Regions from separate parts of the Drosophila melanogaster genome. Here region 1 is linked to region 2. The links are chromatin contacts, called in public Hi-C maps. All regions are on one chromosome and are shown on one strand. The core of a region is the stretch at or near the end of the contact, and the rest is flanking DNA. Distances in the headings are between cores, read along the strand shown. Region 1 holds the start of GAPcenA (GTPase activating protein and centrosome-associated). Region 2 holds the start of ND-30 (NADH dehydrogenase (ubiquinone) 30 kDa subunit).

What was found. Hi-C and Micro-C count contacts between places; a contact is called where the count stands out from the background.
Region 1: a contact with region 2 is called in a Hi-C map of the Kc167 cell line, with 2.9 times the contacts expected there. A contact is called at or near these places in 2 of 107 Hi-C or Micro-C datasets (the Kc167 cell line and embryo).

What each region holds. Positions count from the first base shown.
Region 1 is chr3L:8,345,288-8,350,314 of dm6, forward strand. GAPcenA (GTPase activating protein and centrosome-associated) reads left to right here and starts at 1,274. Exons shown (of 9, transcript NM_001104079.4): 1 at 1,274-2,189; 2 at 2,488-2,766; 3 at 2,969-3,152; 4 at 3,215-3,402; 5 at 3,462-4,558; 6 at 4,613-4,801; 7 at 4,861-5,027. The coding sequence starts at 1,883. CG7182 reads right to left here and starts at 1,095. Exons shown (of 1, transcript NM_001300050.1): 1 at 1-1,095. The coding sequence starts at 782.
Region 2 is chr3L:3,157,515-3,162,641 of dm6, forward strand. ND-30 (NADH dehydrogenase (ubiquinone) 30 kDa subunit) reads right to left here and starts at 2,064. Exons shown (of 3, transcript NM_139518.3): 1 at 1,895-2,064; 2 at 1,760-1,834; 3 at 971-1,701. The coding sequence starts at 1,958. The coding sequence ends at 1,043. BtbVII (BTB-protein-VII) reads left to right here. Exons shown (of 7, transcript NM_139517.3): 7 at 1-894. The coding sequence ends at 72. CG15812 reads left to right here and starts at 2,477. Exons shown (of 2, transcript NM_079173.5): 1 at 2,477-2,585; 2 at 2,657-4,505. The coding sequence starts at 2,583. The coding sequence ends at 4,210. rasp reads left to right here and starts at 4,666. Exons shown (of 1, transcript NM_079174.2): 1 at 4,666-5,127. The coding sequence starts at 4,685.

The DNA of each region.
Region 1 (5,027 bases), core at 24-2,523, 5.2 Mb after region 2:
CGACGGAACTCCTCGCAAATAAACTGCACCAAGGCCTCGGTGAATTGCCGGCCACCGATGGGGAAGGGTCCGAAAGTGGCCAGCTGAACGAACAGGCCATTTTGGACGGAGTAGAATGCGATGTCGCTATATAAGCCACCGCATTTGATTGTCAGCACATGGCGGCGCTGTTCCGTCTGCTCCTCGCCGATGCTATAGCCTAGAACGGCGGCCGTGGGTTCGGTTATAATCTGGGCCACATGGAAGCCAGCGGTTTGAGCGGCATCTGCTAGCAGTTTGTAGGCCGAGGCGGGATAGTAGCTGGGTATGGATAGCACGGCAATGGGCGCCTGCTCCCCGTCCGTGTGATATTGATGGGCCAGCTCCAGCTCAGCGCGCAGCAGCTCCACCGTCACCTGATAGGCGCTGAGGTCCTTGGTCACAACTCTATCGTCTTGGTCCTCCCTGTCGGAGGGTACAGTGTGCTCCATCCGGAACACCAGCTCCTCCTTGTCAAAGTCGCAGGGTATTTCACGCAGCGCACTGGACAGTTTCTCCTCCGTGAGCTCTTCCTTGGGCTGAAGCAACTGAAAGCTGTGCGCCACCGCCTGGCGCGGACGGTTGGCCATCTTCTGCTTGGCCGTGAGGCCACATTCGATCTCCGAGGCTCCGTCCCAGAGAAGGCACGCTTGGGACACTCGGTCGCCCTGTTTGTTGGCGATCACCTCCGCCTTGCCATCCGCGCGCACATGGGCGATGCAAAGCGTGCTGTTGCCAATCTTAATGCCAAATCGCGGCCACATCTTTTGGGAGTCGGAATCGGAGTCAGAAGTACCCGGACTTAAGGAATTATCTTAACAAAATGCAACGAATAAACGCGCACGTTTTTTTCCAGCACGCGCGGTAGTGTTGTGTAGCAGAGTATTTGGCAACACTGGCGGGGTATTATGTCACGGCGATGACACTTTTTCGATATGTACTATATGTTTAATATGTTCTCAATATTTTCCATACATCACATACCTTTATAGATTTGGTTCTTTGAATTACAATTTAAAAATTTATTTATATTTATTTAAATTTATTCAAGACAAGTCATTTCAGTCAAAGACAACTTTGTAATGCTATTGGATTATTTAGATTGCCATATAAGCATATGGCAATATGCATAGAAAAGAAAATAACTAGTCGATTAAGTCGATAGGTACACTTATTAACACTTTCAAAAGAAGTATTGAATAACGTTAAAGCAGCTGTTTCCTTTCGATAGGAATCGACCTACTGCAGGTCATCACTAGCAAAAAAATATGTAAACAAAACAGACGGAAAATTGCAAGAAAATTGCTAAAAACCCGATAAAAACACAACAATAAAGGGTCAAAACAATGTACTACAGTTCTGCGGAGTGTAGGCTATAATATAAAAACCAAAGTGTAAGCTCAAAGCAGCTGCACGCACTAAAATAACAAAAAAATCCATAGGAATCCAAGCGCAGAGGCTACAGAGACAAACTGTTGACCCCGCCGACCCCACCGTCCACCACCCCCTTGAAGGCCCAACCCCTCCAGTTCCCACGCGAATTGGGCACTGTGTGACATACATGCGCGTGTGTGTACGCCCCCAAAACGCCAAGCAAACCGTACCGATTCGTCATCGATTTACGGCGGAACCAAGCCAAACAATGCGACTCCGCTGAAAATTGGACAAATTGAAAACGAAATCTATTAAAAGCGAGTGCGAGTACGAGTGCGTGGCCTTGGAACAGAAATTGATTTGTTTACCTGCCCTGAAAATGCGCAATTCGTAGGGCTTAAGAATAAAGAAAGTCCGAATATATCACACACACAACAAAGAGTAACCCATTTGGGAGTGCCTGGAACTGAGGCAACCTTGAGTGTTCGGAATGGATGATAATCTGAGCACCAAGTCCTCGGAATCCTCGATAACAACCAGCGGGGAGTACGAAATAGTTACCGACAGCAATGTGGCCAGTCCCATGGAGCAGGTGAAGCAGGTTGTCAACCAGGAGGGAACTCAGCCTGAAGTGGGTGGCAAACCGCCCACTTCGCTGAGTGCTCTGGCTCTGTCCTCCCCCGAGGCTGGGGGAGATCGCTCGCCCACTCTGGACATGGCCCACAATCGCAACCTAAGCGACATGCAGCACGAGATGACGGACGCCCTCAAAGATCTGGAGTTGGAACGCGGCGTAGGTGAGTAAAGAAACACAACTGAGAGGGTGAATTGGGTTGCCCTGGGTAGCCTAAAGTAAACTCAGTCGTTGCCCAACGCCAGCTGTGCACACAACGTCGCGGTCGCTCCACTATTGGAAACATCAAACGATTGCTAAGCCTAACCAGCTGCAATCTTATCGGCGCAGAGCCGTAGTGCTACGCTGTCATGGAAACAACGACAAACAAACCGAATAATAATACTTTCCTTAAACAAAATTCCGCATAATTCGGCATTTGTTATTGCTCGTCGCGTAATTGACAATTAACATATTTGCAGCTGCCAGTGGGGAGAAGTCAGCGCAACGTCTCCCGAGTCATCAGCAAAAGTCCCTGACCCTACCGCTCACGGGCTCCGGCGGGGGATCTGTCGATCCCGAGATGCGTTTCCCCTGCACCTTGTTCACGCCCAAAAGCGAGGAGACCCTCGACGATGCATCCAGCTCAAACAGAGTGGGTCATTCAGTGTTCTATGACTGCATAGACGCTAGCCCCGCCTGCGTGGAGGAAAAACAGGATGCCATGAAGCCGGAGAAGGGCGACACCACCGACGAGGAGGGTGAGTAGATCTCTTAAGTTAGTTAAAATCCCAAAAATTAAGGGGTACATTTGCCTATAAATTCTGTTCATTTTACGAAAGCCTATATACTCACAGAGTTCTTTATTATTTGTTCTATATTGTGTTCCTAGGCTCCTAAAGCTGAAATCTATGTTTAGTGTAATTATTGAAATTTAATTGACCATGTGTTTTTCACTTTCAGTTTCTGAAATCGATCAGGGCTGCACCATATTTTCCGGAGTCACCTACCTGGGCGCAGCCAACATTAATGCCCCAAAATCCGAGACGGAGGTTTATCGCATCATGGGCGAGCTAAATAGTGGCTCAAAGTCGGTGGGCCTGAAGATCACTGTGAGCATACCCAATTGCTCAGAAGGCCTGGTTGTGTGAGTAAAGTTTTTACTGCCCCTTGAATTACTCACTGAGCGTCATCATGCTGCTATTACAGCCTCCACGATGCCGAGAGCAATACTATTATTGCCACCTATGAGATATCCAGCATTATCTTGTACTATCGAGGACCAGTGGATACGGTGGAAAACGGATGCTTTGCATTCACTTGGCTTCACGGCGATGCATTGTTTCAGTGCCATGTGTTTCGGTGCCATATTCCCGAAGCGGTTAATCAAGTCAGCGGTGAGTCAGATCATACAGTGATTTCATCCCACCGATTTATTCAAAATCTTCGCCCGCAGCCTGCTTCCAGAAGGCATTCCAGACTTATCCGCCCAGCATGAGTTGCAGCCTTAATTCGGCCGTTGACATGGCCAACTCGGTAACCTCCGATGTAAGCGGAAATCCTTTAAACACGGCTGGGTATGAGTTCATAGTCTCCTTAGAGATCCGTGAGCGAGTGGCAAAGAACTCCTATGCCGCAGTGCCTCGCGATAGGGGATGCTTTAAGCTAAGGGCGAACACAGATAAGGAAGTGTGCATCACAGTCAAACAGACTCCGTCAAATGTTCTTCAACCATTGCATATCGAACGATGTTTCGGTGTTCTAGTGGCACCCGGAAAACTAGTAGTCCAAAAGGATATGCATTTGATCGACATGCACAGCATGGGTTACATTCAGCCCGGCGGAACAGGAGTAGCAACCGAATCGGACAGCAATGCCCAGCAGAGCTCCTCCTGGCCCTATACAATTCGAGCTGAGTGGAAAGCCCAGGAAAAGGCCTTTGAGCAGTTAAATCTTGAGTCGTCAAAGACCAATCTCACTGTGGCCGTAGACATTGTGATGCGACGTATACAGGAACCGGTTAGGTTCGTCATTGAGACCCCAGTGACCATTCAGTCGGCCAGCGAAATGCGTATTATGGACCATTTTATGTCAAAGCGACCCATGACGTTACGATTCTATTTGCATCTAAAGCGGACCGAAGAGTCCAACTGGAAAGTGAATAGCATTGATCCCTCTGAGGAAATAACGGAGCAGCCGGGCCACCAGCAAAGCTCTTCCCTGCTCAAGATGGGTATGAATAATCTATCGCGCATTGTGCGCAGTTCGTCCATTGCCTCGATTGAGGATGATTGTCCCTCGGACTACAGCAGCGATGGGGATGAGCCGCTGCTGAGTGGCACTGGTGAGGTATCTAAGGATTGCTCGCAGGACACGCTCGACGAATGGGATCCCATTCTGCGTGAGTGGGATTCCGAGAAGAGACCGAAAAATCTGGCACCTTTAGTACGCCTCGGCGTTCCAGAAGCACTGCGTGAAAAGATCTGGCAGAAGCTAGCCAACGTCGAGGGCAGAATGGAAATGAACGACAAGTACAAGATCTTAATCACCAAAGTGAGTATAGACGCTATCCATGTGAAAAGAAATTAATTGGAAATTTACTTGTAGGAAACCAAATGTGAGACCGTTATCCAGCGGGACATCCATCGCACTTTCCCGGCGCACAAATGCTTCAAAGAAATTGGCGGTTCTGGCCAAGATGCACTTTTTAAGGTGTCCAAAGCGTATGCCGTTCATGACAGCGAGGTTGGATATTGTCAGGGTCTAAGTTTCATAGCAGCTAGTCTGCTCCTTCATGTAAGTAATGATGATGACAATCTACATCTAAGAATGATTGCTTACACACACATTTTCAGATGCCTGAGGAGGATGCGTTCTGTGTTCTGGTAGCGCTTATGTACGACTATGGGCTCCGTGATCTCTACAAAGCCGGATTCGAGGTCCTTTACCTTCGTCTCTACCAACTGGAGCGACTGATCAAGGATCAGCTGCCCAAGCTGCACGAACACTTCACGGCCTGCGG
Region 2 (5,127 bases), core at 814-3,313:
GTCTCCTCTGCCGGCAGTAGCAGCAGTGGAGCGGGTGCAGCTCGTCATTATACCAAGACGGAATCGATATAATCTGGAGCTGCCGTGACCAAGCCCGCATATTTGTATTTGTGACAGGACGGCCGCCGAAAGGTTGACCTCCATCAGACTAGAAGCCACGCATTGCTCGTCCTTCATTCTGGAACATGGTCCACACATGGCCGTCTGTCGAATTTGTTTTTTTGTCAGCAGGAAGCGCGAAAAACGCGCGCTCACGAACTGCACCCAAATTTTCATTTGTTGTCCCAGTCCCACTGTGCATCCGGCCCGGAGTCCGGGCACATGGACTGCGAGAGAGGGCGCCAGGTGGCGCCAGAGAATTGTTTTTTGAGCCGTGCCCAGATGCACGCTGCCATTGTAAAGTAACGAAAATCTTTTGGAACACCGTCGGAATGCGGGGTGAAAACTTTTTTAAATCGCTAAATGTAATAATATGTTTATGTGTGTGTATCTATGTACTATATGTGTATGTTCTTGTACAAAAAAAAAACCGAACTAAAATCTAACAAAAATAAAACGTTGACGACGGTGCAGCTCGAAGCTCGAATTACGATAAGGTTTTCACCAAGTACAACTATCACTACCACTACCCCAATCCGCTCCGGCCTAAACTTAAGTACGTCCTTGCACCTGTACTTTCGCCGGGCACCGCTGCGCAGGCGCACGAATTGTCTAGTGGCCCACACTTGTTTTACTTAACGTTTTATATCTATGTATGTATGTACGTATATGCACATGGCCCTCGAGGAGGTTTTCGGATGTGCTAGATCCGGCGAATTCGTTTAATTCTCAGTGTAAACTACCATGTATGTAAACAATACGGAAATCAATAAATACTTGTGACCCTCTGGTTTGATACGAATTGCGTTTTCATGTGGAAGTAGTTTAGGAACGAGCCAAGAAAGCTAAATAGCTAAGTAGACCGTCGTTTCCATTATGTTTAAACATCTCATAGTGATCACGTTTTATTGATCTAATTACCATTTAACAAACCGACTTCGGATTACTTCTTGGCTGGAGCCTGTGGCGGAACTACCTCGGCGGGGGGATTAGCGTTGCGGAAGTTGGGGAACTGTTCCCAAGGCGCCGACAAGTCAAACTTCCTGAACTCCTGGGCCAACTCCAAGGGCTCGCAGACGACTCGCTTCTTCTCATCATCGTAGCGCAGCTCTACGTAGCCGGACAGCGGGAAGTCGCGGCGCTGGGGATGTCCCTCAAAACCGTAATCGGTCAGGATGCGGCGCAAGTCGGGATGGTTGGCAAAGAACACGCCGTACATGTCCCAGATCTCACGTTCGTACCAGTTGGCCGCCTTATGCACCTCGCAGGCGGAGTCCAGAGGAGTCAGCTCATCGGTGTAGGTCTTAACGCGGATGCGCGAATTGTAGCGCAGCGAGAGCAAATTGTAGACCACCTCGAATCGGTTCTTGCGACAGGGCACATCCACGCCGGCAATGTCAACCAGGTTGGTAAACTGCGCCTGATGATGATCCTTAAGGAACTGCAGCACGGGCACCACGCCCTCTGGCGCAATAAGCACCTCCAGCTCATCGCCGGCGGTCAGCTGCACCTTCTGCACGTACTTGGGCAGGCACTCGGCCACATAGCGCCCGAAATCGGAGAGATGCGAGCGAGCGACTGCGTCCGGCTGGCGGACAGTGGCTGTGGGTGGAATGTCTTACATGTAATTGACACCGCGATAAAGTCGACTTTTACCTACGCTTATCCGCCTTCTTAGGCTCCACTGGCGTTGTACTGGCCATCCGAAGAGCAGTGGATCCAGCAGCGGGCACCACTGATTGTTGAAGGGTTAGAATAGATCAGTTGAAGCTCTAGAGGCAAGGCATTTACCAACCATGTTTGGCCGACAGAGCGGCGACTGCGGCACGGGCACCCAGATTCCTGATTAAGGCCGCCATTCTACAAACTGTTCAATATAAATTCAACAATTTGCTCCGTTTTTGACAATTTATGTAATGCTAAAATGTCAATATAGTTGTTGGAGCCTAGGGTTGTCAGTGCGCCAAATTAATCTACTCGACAGCCCTACTTCGGTATTTTGACAATTTCGGTACAACACAAATACCGCACATACATTATTGTATTTCGTGTACGTTAACACCGAATTATTCTTCATTAAAAACCTCAACATTTTTTTGGAATATTTGCTTAAATGATTTATATAAAAAATAAATATACCCTACTACTTGATTTATTATTTAATTAAAAATACCAACACGTTCCTTGAAGTACAGCAGATGGAAAACATTTACAATTATTCTTCATTACCAACCACAAAACTTTTCTAGAATATTTGGTTAAATGATTTTTAAAAAAAAGAAATGTACCCTACTACTTCATTTATTATTTCATTAAAAATACCAACACGTTCCTTGAAGTACATCTCATGGAAAACATACCGAAATACCGAGATCTTAGGTGCATTCGACTACCCTGGCTGAAAACTGTGACAACGCGTTGCGTTTGGAATTGCGAGAATTGAAAACTTCTTGGAAATCAATTGGAAATCAAAACACAACAAGATGGTAAGTGAAACGCGTCCTCCCAAATCCCCGGGATAAGTGAAATTTAAATCTACAATCGTCGCCGTTTGCAGAATCATCTTAAGTGGATGGGCCACTCATCCACGATAATGGACATCCAGCGCTCGCTGCGTAATGATAATCAGCACTGCGAGGTGGTGCTGGCCTCCAGGGACGGCGTTCGAGTGCGCGCCCATCTATTCGTGCTAAGCACTTGCAGCGAACTGATGCGCAACCTCCTGGTGGACGTTCCGCGCGGCCAGGAGGCAACCATAATGCTGCCCGACATCCGCGGAGATTTGCTGGAGTGCATGCTGTCCTTCATTTACATGGGCGAGACTAGCCTGCCCTCCGCGTCGCTCCCCGAGTTCCTGGAGGCCATTAACCTCCTCGGCATCAAATCTGCCATCAGCTTTGAGTGCAATCCATCGGCTAGTCCACCCAGTGTCGATGTAGAGAACCATTCGTTAGCCGTGGAGTCGGCCAAGTCCATTACAGGACTCCAAATCGCTGAGGCCGAGCTGCTGGACGACGAGGAAGAGCCACATCCGATGGTCTCCGTCCCAGCCACTACACTCGCGGGTTCTCAACACCAGCCCAGCCATTCCAGTCGGTCATTGGAGTACATTGATGTCTACGAGCCGCCGAAGATCACCTACTCCATCGAGCACATGGACGGAAGTTCCAGCGGCAACCAATTTATACTCACCGAGAACACGGGCACTTTCACCATAACGCAGTCAGCATCGAGTTTGTCCAAAATTGAGGCAGATGAAACGGGTACCAGTGGCGCTGAAGTGGACCTGGGCGATGATGACGTGGATGCGGACCTTGCTGAGGATTCTGAGGAGCACGAATCACAAATGATCGACGAGGAGTTCGCGCAAGCCGATCCTCTTATGGAACTAGAAGCTGGTACTGAAATGGACGACGATGACGACGTGCACGACCAACTTGTGGACGAGGAAATAGACGATAAGCCCCGCAAGTTGGGCGGGGGAAAGACGCGAATCCGTCGCCCCATAAGTGCGAAGGCTGTCAAACGATTGTCCGATTGCAAGCCAACGCGAATCCAGCAGTTCGCAGCTCTGAAACGTGAGGTAAAAGACGATATCAACGATGCTTTGGATCTGGCGGCCGACGCGGTTATCATCGAGGGCTTAAGCCTACAAAAGGCCGCCGACCGGTTTGATATCTCCAAGACAGTCCTCTGGAGACGCGTGCGCACTAATCCCGCCTACATGCGAAACAATCGGGAACGACCATCCCTGCAAGAGGCCTACGAGCGACTGAAGAATGGACATTCTTTAAAGAGCATCAGCAGTGAGTTGCAAATCCCCATGTCCACGTTGCACAGACACAAGGTTCGTCTGTCCGCCCAGGGACGCCTGCCCAACTTCGTGTCCTGCCGAAAGCGCGACAATACGCCCAAGGATGAGCTGCGCGACAAATTAGCCAAGGCGGTGCATGCCTGCCTGAATGAGGGAATGTCCCAAAACCACGCGGCCAACCTCTTCGAGATCCCCAAGAGCACGCTCTGGAGACACCTGCAGCGACGCACGACGAGCCAGAATAAAAAGGTCAAGAAGGAATTGAAGGCCAATTACGGAGACGATATGCTAAACTAGAAATAAGCCTTCGGAGTTCTGGTTTTACAAACGTTCAGCTGGAATCAATAAGTTACCATTAAGAAGCCATAAGCATAGGGTTTAACTTCATGTTGTCCCATCAGTGTATGTACATCAACCATATCCTATCTCCTGATGAAACCAAAATTGAGTCCGGAAGAGCAGCAAGAGATGCTATTCTAGAGGTAGTTTTGTAGACTTAGTTCTATATGTAGATACCATTACCATTTTAACTGCTGCTCTTTTATTGTTCACTCCATCGTAATTGGTTAATTAAATACAACCAAAAATTAACAAAAACTTCTTTTTAAATGGGTCAAATTTATAACATGAGAGAAATATGTACATGCATGTAATTAAAATGCCGGTACTCTTCTCCAGCAAGGGTATAAAAATATCGATATTTTCGCTGGTTTTTCACATCCCTATCGCAATCTTTTCCCGGAATGAAGAGTCCAAATCGGTGGTGTAGTGATGTCAAGGTTACCAGACCGATCCCTGCTCACCCGCTGCGAAATTTTCGTCTACTTCGGGGTCTATATAGCGTATATAGTTGTGGGCCTGTACAAGATCTATGGGCTGCGGGATCACATAGTCAAGGAGGCAAAGTTCCAGTTTCCGGAGGGCTGGAGTTTGTATCCTTTTTCCCAGCGGCGTCGGGATGACAGCAACGATGAGCTGGAGAACTTTGGAGACTTTATCGTCAGCTTTTGGCCCTTTTACTTGCTGCACGTGGCTGTCCAAGGATTCATACGCTGGAAACGTCCCCGCCTTCAGTGTCTGGGATTCATCGGCGTCTGTGCCTTGGCTCTTAGTGTAAACCTGGACTGGTCATCGATGGTACTACTAGTCACATTGATAGCCAGCTACTACATCGTTTCCCTGCTCTCACTAAAATTTCTCGTGTGGCTTTTGTC